Linked DNA regions of Mus musculus: region 1 is linked to region 2. A link is a contact called in public Hi-C data. All regions are on one chromosome and are shown on one strand. The core of a region is the stretch at or near the end of the contact, and the rest is flanking DNA. Distances in the headings are between cores, read along the strand shown. Region 1 has its middle 14 kb from the start of Gm51629. Region 2 has its middle 62 kb from the start of Gm51629.

Region 1 (2,700 bases), core at 112-2,611, 76 kb after region 2:
TCTCCAAACTTTGTTTGCCTTTATTGCTTTTTCAAAAATCTGAACCTGGTACAATCCTTAGGGAATCATAGAATTAGGAAAATTTACCCATGTGTAAATATATAATACACACACACACATATATATGTGTATTATATATATATGTGTGTGTGTATATATATGTATATACATATATATACATGTATACATATATTCTATTACATATATCATGAATATATGCACAGACTGAGCAGTTTCTCAGAGTTATGAATGATTTCAATCTTTTCTGTGATTTTCATTTCTTTTATTTAATAGAAGACATTTATGTGTTGGGACTAGAAAGTTAACCAAGTATTTTCTATGTAAGCAAGAGGATTTGAGTTCAACTCCCAGGACTTACAAAAGCTGGGCATGGTGACAAACATGCTTGCAACTCTAGTGTTGTTTTCTTGCCAGTCACCATTGGCTCTTCAATAGGCTCCAGGCTGATGGGAGAGTTCTGAAAAGGAACACTAGAAGTTGCTCTCTTCCCAGCCAGGTGCACTTATACATACACTCATACCCACCTATACCCAAACAAGCATGTGTGTACACATACACACATGTACCCAAACAAGCATGTGTGTACACACACACACACATACACACACAGAATCAGAGACAGAGAAAGACACACAGATAGACAAATAGAGAGGCATAGAGAGATAGAGACAGACAGACCGACAGACAGACAGACAGCCATGGAGGGAACAAGAGAGAAAGAGAGAGAAAGAGAGAGAGAGAGAGAGAGAGAGAGAGAGAGAGAGAGAGAGAGAGAGAGAGAGAGAGAGAGAGAAAATAATGAGATAGTAGTAGTTGGGAATCTCCTTTTTTAGCAGATACCATAAATTTAATTTTTAAATTATATGGTTTTCTTGTGGAGATAATGGTGTATCTCCTTGTGTGACAATCAAGGAAATCATGTATGTAACTTGCACTATGTGATACTCCAGTTATGTGAAACACAGTTTCCTGCTTTTCTATTATTTTTGTTGTATTAAAATAGCACTCAAGTTCTCATTCAAAACTACCATGATTTAAGCAAAGTATTTTTTTTAATATTCTTTCTGTGTTTTGACAGTAGATGGGTGAATTGAGTCCAATTTCCCAGCATGCAGTGGGGCTTCTCAAACTTTAACTTCCATTTCCAGACTTTGTTGTGGCAGCTTCAGCAAACCTGTCAGAGTACAGAACATTCCATTAAGAGCAAAACCTGGAGCCTAGCTTCCTATGATTTTGTTTTATATGACAAATAGTGTCAAGAGGTGAAGTTTGTTGGAGTGGCCATGACTCAGCCTCTTTCTCTAGGGAGTGACTCATTCCACATTAATAGACCCCTGTCTTTGTGGCAAGTACCACACTAAGTGCCTGGGACACAAACATAGATTTGCTGGGTCACTAACCCAGAGCAGCCCAGAGTCTGGGAAGGCTGGGTATGGCATTGATTAGCAACTATCTGACTTAACAAACAGCCAGCGCTCAAATGTTATGCTCACTTGTCAAGGCCAAGCATGATTAAATACACAATTATGGGGCTGGATAGGTAGGCAGCTAGATTTCCTGATAAACATGAAGTTCTTAGTCCATGTTAATGTAGTCTGGCTATGTTAAGCCCTCAGTGTCTTGTTTCAATATGAAGTAAAGTTTCACTCTCTTTCATATGGCATAACATCATACATACCCTTCATGAATAAGTCAGTTGTCTGTCCGATGGATATTTTACTTTATGGCTCTGCCAGGAACTCAGCTTCATGTGTGTAATAAAGACTTGCCTAGAACCCAGTCTTACTTCAACCTCCCATTCAAAATCTGCCACCACTTCACTGAGTGTTGTTCTCAGCCTCTCAGAACTTTCTGGACCTCTTTTCCCTGTCACATATTTGTCCTGCCACCTCTTATATCCTGTAGGTTTTAATGTTGTTGGAGACTGATTGTGATCCTCCGAAGTTCATTTGTACCCAAGTCCTAATCCCTGGTTTGACTGAGAACCGAGTTTGCTTTGCAACATGAGCTCTTAGGAGGTGGTCCACCAGTTAATGGCCGAGTTCAGTAGGTCCTTGGTCTCGTACAAAGCTATCTGATCCTCCCTCTCACCCACTCATTCCATGCCTTTCTTCTAAATCTAAGAAGACAGATCACTGTTGACCATTTAGGAAGAGAACAATTACCAGAGCTCAACCATGCTGGTATCCTGTTCTTGTGAGTCCAATAAATAAAAATTTATAATTTAAGCTTCCTATGTAATGTCAATGTATATACATATATGTGTGTGTTTGAGTGTGTGTAAAATTTGAATACATATTTAAATATATGCTTGCAGATGTACTTATACAAATACTACTTTATATTTATATATTTATGTTTTATTGGGACAATGTCTCTGCCAAAATTGATGCTTCATCTCTGTTCACTTGGATGTCCATGGCCACCACCTAAATAGGGTGTTCTTTCTTCCTTCAATCTCACATCTAGTCTATAGTCTCTGTGGATCAAATTTTATAATTATTCCATATTTTAACTTAAAATCTTCAAGCATCATACTGCTAATCCTCTGACAAAGCTTGTAGTTCTCTGAATCTTTATCCGCATAACAGGGTTTCATCCTACCTCCACTCTTTAATTTTTTATAGTTTTGCTCATATTTTCTCATGTAAAAGAGGCATATTCTGCTATGCATCAGTC
Region 2 (2,700 bases), core at 171-2,670:
TGTGTGTGTGTGTGTGTGTGTGTGTGTGTGTGTGTGTGTGTGTGTGTGTATGCATGTATGTATGCACTTGTGATCACCTGGAGGCCAGAGGTTGACTTCAATCCACTTAAATGTGTTTTTCTCCATTTCCCTCTTCCTTAATTTTCAAGACATGGTTTCCCAATGAAGTTGGAGCTCAGTGAATCTGAAAGACTGGCTGGCCAGTGAACCTCAGGGACCTGCTTGTTTCTAACAATTTAGACTTGAGATTACAGGTGACCACCATACTCAAGCTGGAATACATAGGTTCTGGGATAACACCACAGTCCTCATGCTAAAAGTATGGCATGGAATACATGCTACATAATTGTTAAAATGTGTGGCATTATTATATTAATTTTAGTGGCTGGTTTTGAGTGTCAACTTGACACAAACTTGGGGTCATCATAGAGGGAGGAGCCTCAGTTGAGGTAATGCCTCTACAAGATCCAGCTTTAGGGCTTTTCCCCCAATTAGTGATCAGTGGGAGAGAGCCTAGCCCATAAAGGATGGTGCCATCCCTGGGCTACTGGCCCAGGGTTCTATAAGAAAGCAGACTGAGGAATCCTTGGGAAGCTAGCCAGTAAATAACACTGCGCCATGGCCTTTGCATGTGCTCCTACCTCCTGGTTCCTGCCATGTTTGAGTTCTTGCCCTGACTTCCTTCAATAATGAACAGCAAAATGGAAGTGTAAACTAAATAAATGCTTTTCTCCCCAACTTGCTTTTTGTACTCAGGGTGTTACATCACAGCAATAGAAACCCAAACTAATACATTAATATTATTCAAAGTAAATTTCATCAAAACCATATTACCAGAAAAGGAGGAAAATGAATTATGATAGGTATCAATTCATCAATAAGATGTAAGAAGTCCTACATGTGTATTAATAATGATTATCACACATGTGCACTAAAAGGATGCATTTTATTTTAGTTGTAGAAAATGCATGTTGGAAATTTTTAATGGAAATAAAAGGAAATAGGGACAATTATATAATTATAGCTGTGGATTTCAATTCTTGAGATTCCATCTGAGAATTAAAGAAAGCAGAGAGGATATCAATAAGTATGTCAGTATAAACAATACCGATTAATGAACATTTATATAACAACCCATTTAGCAGCCAATTGTACAGTTTAACACATTTATAGGGATATATTTTGCATGTTAAAAATTTTCTAATCATCTGTAATCCCAGCACTTGGGGAGTAGATGCTCCTGGATCTCTGAGTTCAAGATCACCCTGGTTTAGGACAGCCAGGGACACACAGAGAAACCCTCCCTCAAAAAGCAAGCAAATAAACAAACCAATCCACCCTCCCAGTACAAACGATATTTGATGAGCACTGAAGAGCTCAGTGGCGTGCTCCCATTCCAGCTGTGGCGCTCTAGAGACACCACACTGAATTCCCACGCTAGTTATGATCAGTTGCTGTTCCCACCCCTGGCCTTGGCCACTAGTGATCTCCTTGTGGGCTTGGCAGCTTTGCTTTTTATAAAATGCCATTCGAATAAAGTCACACAGGAAGTTCTTTGTATCTGGCTCCTTCAATTTAGCAAAATGCCTCAGTGTTTATCCTGGTTGTTTCATGTGTCAGTGTCTGGGCCCTGAGACAGCACTGTGTCCTAGCACAGAAATCTGTCATACTTGGTTCATTCAACTTCCTAAGTGATAGATGTTTGGACGACTTCCATTTTTTGAATATTGGATGTTATGCTCCTATGAGCACGAAGATTTTTTTTTCTAGGCTAAGTGGATGAGAATAGAATAGTTAGGTCATGTGGTAGGTATATTCTTAAGTTTTTAAAGTGGACTAAAAGCTATGCAAAGTAGATGCTCACTTCTGTAATCTTATATTAATCTACAATCCCTAGGGTTTTCCCTGCTCACAGCCATATCAGCACTTGACATTTTTGTTTATCTTTTGAACTGAACACATTTTAGTGTGTATTAGTAACATCTTGTTGCAATTTGAATTAGAATTTCATATTGATTCATGATACGAACCCTCTCTGTATGTTCTTAACTGCTGTTATTATACCCTTGGTAGTGAAGTGCCTGTTATAATATTATTGTGATGGATAATCAGCAATATGAATAACTGTCTCATTTTTAATACATAATGGGGATGTTTATCTCCTTAAACACTACACAGTGAGAATTCTTTATAATTTCTGGATATATGTCCTTTATAAGCAAAATAATTTGAACATATTCTTTCCAATATTGTTTGCTAAGGTTTTTAATAATGAAGCCATTTGAAAAACAAAAGGTTTTAATATTGATTTGTTCATTTTGTGGGAGGAGCTAATGGTTTTGGAATTATAATTAAGAATTCTTTGCCTAATCTGAATCCATGGATATTTTCATCTGTGCTTTGACATGGTCTTTTATATAGTCTTCTGTATATAATATATGTGAGTCTCGGATACATTCTCAGTGAACTCTTGATAATACCACAGAGAATATCAATGATGTTAAATGCCACACATAAAATAAATTTTAAAAATAAAAATAAGCTTTAGCACATTTAAGAGAATGACATTATGAGGATGTAGCTTAAGGTGTGAGGTCCTGGGTTCTACCCTTGTATTTAAATAAAAAAGAATTCAATCATGTAAAGTACATTCTCTACAACAGCTGAATTGAATTTGAAATAAACTGTTGGTATATTACC

What was found. A called contact is a pair of places that touch in the nucleus more often than the background predicts.
Region 1: a contact with region 2 is called in a Hi-C map of muscle stem cells, with 2.1 times the contacts expected there. The contact joins two enhancer-like sites. A contact is called at or near these places in 3 of 39 promoter capture datasets (the C10 cell line, hippocampal neurons and pre-B cells), 1 of 484 Hi-C or Micro-C datasets (muscle stem cells), 3 of 115 datasets of contacts at active chromatin or transcription factors (neural progenitor cells, pancreatic cancer cells and stem cell-derived neural progenitor cells) and 3 of 9 other capture datasets (adipose tissue, liver and pancreatic islet).

The regions. Positions count from the first base shown.
Region 1 is chr1:66,243,735-66,246,434 of GRCm38.p6, forward strand. It overlaps a transcript of Map2 not described here. Among named protein-coding and RNA genes, the nearest start is that of Gm51629, 14 kb to the left of the region's middle. Within about 2 kb of position 1,362, at least 34 of the 459 cell types and tissues checked have an H3K27ac peak or open chromatin away from gene starts, as enhancers often do. A contact at or near this core is called in muscle stem cells, where this site is marked.
Region 2 is chr1:66,167,446-66,170,145 of GRCm38.p6, forward strand. No RefSeq gene overlaps it. Among named protein-coding and RNA genes, the nearest start is that of Gm51629, 62 kb to the right of the region's middle. Within about 2 kb of position 1,421, at least 14 of the 459 cell types and tissues checked have an H3K27ac peak or open chromatin away from gene starts, as enhancers often do. A contact at or near this core is called in muscle stem cells, where this site is marked.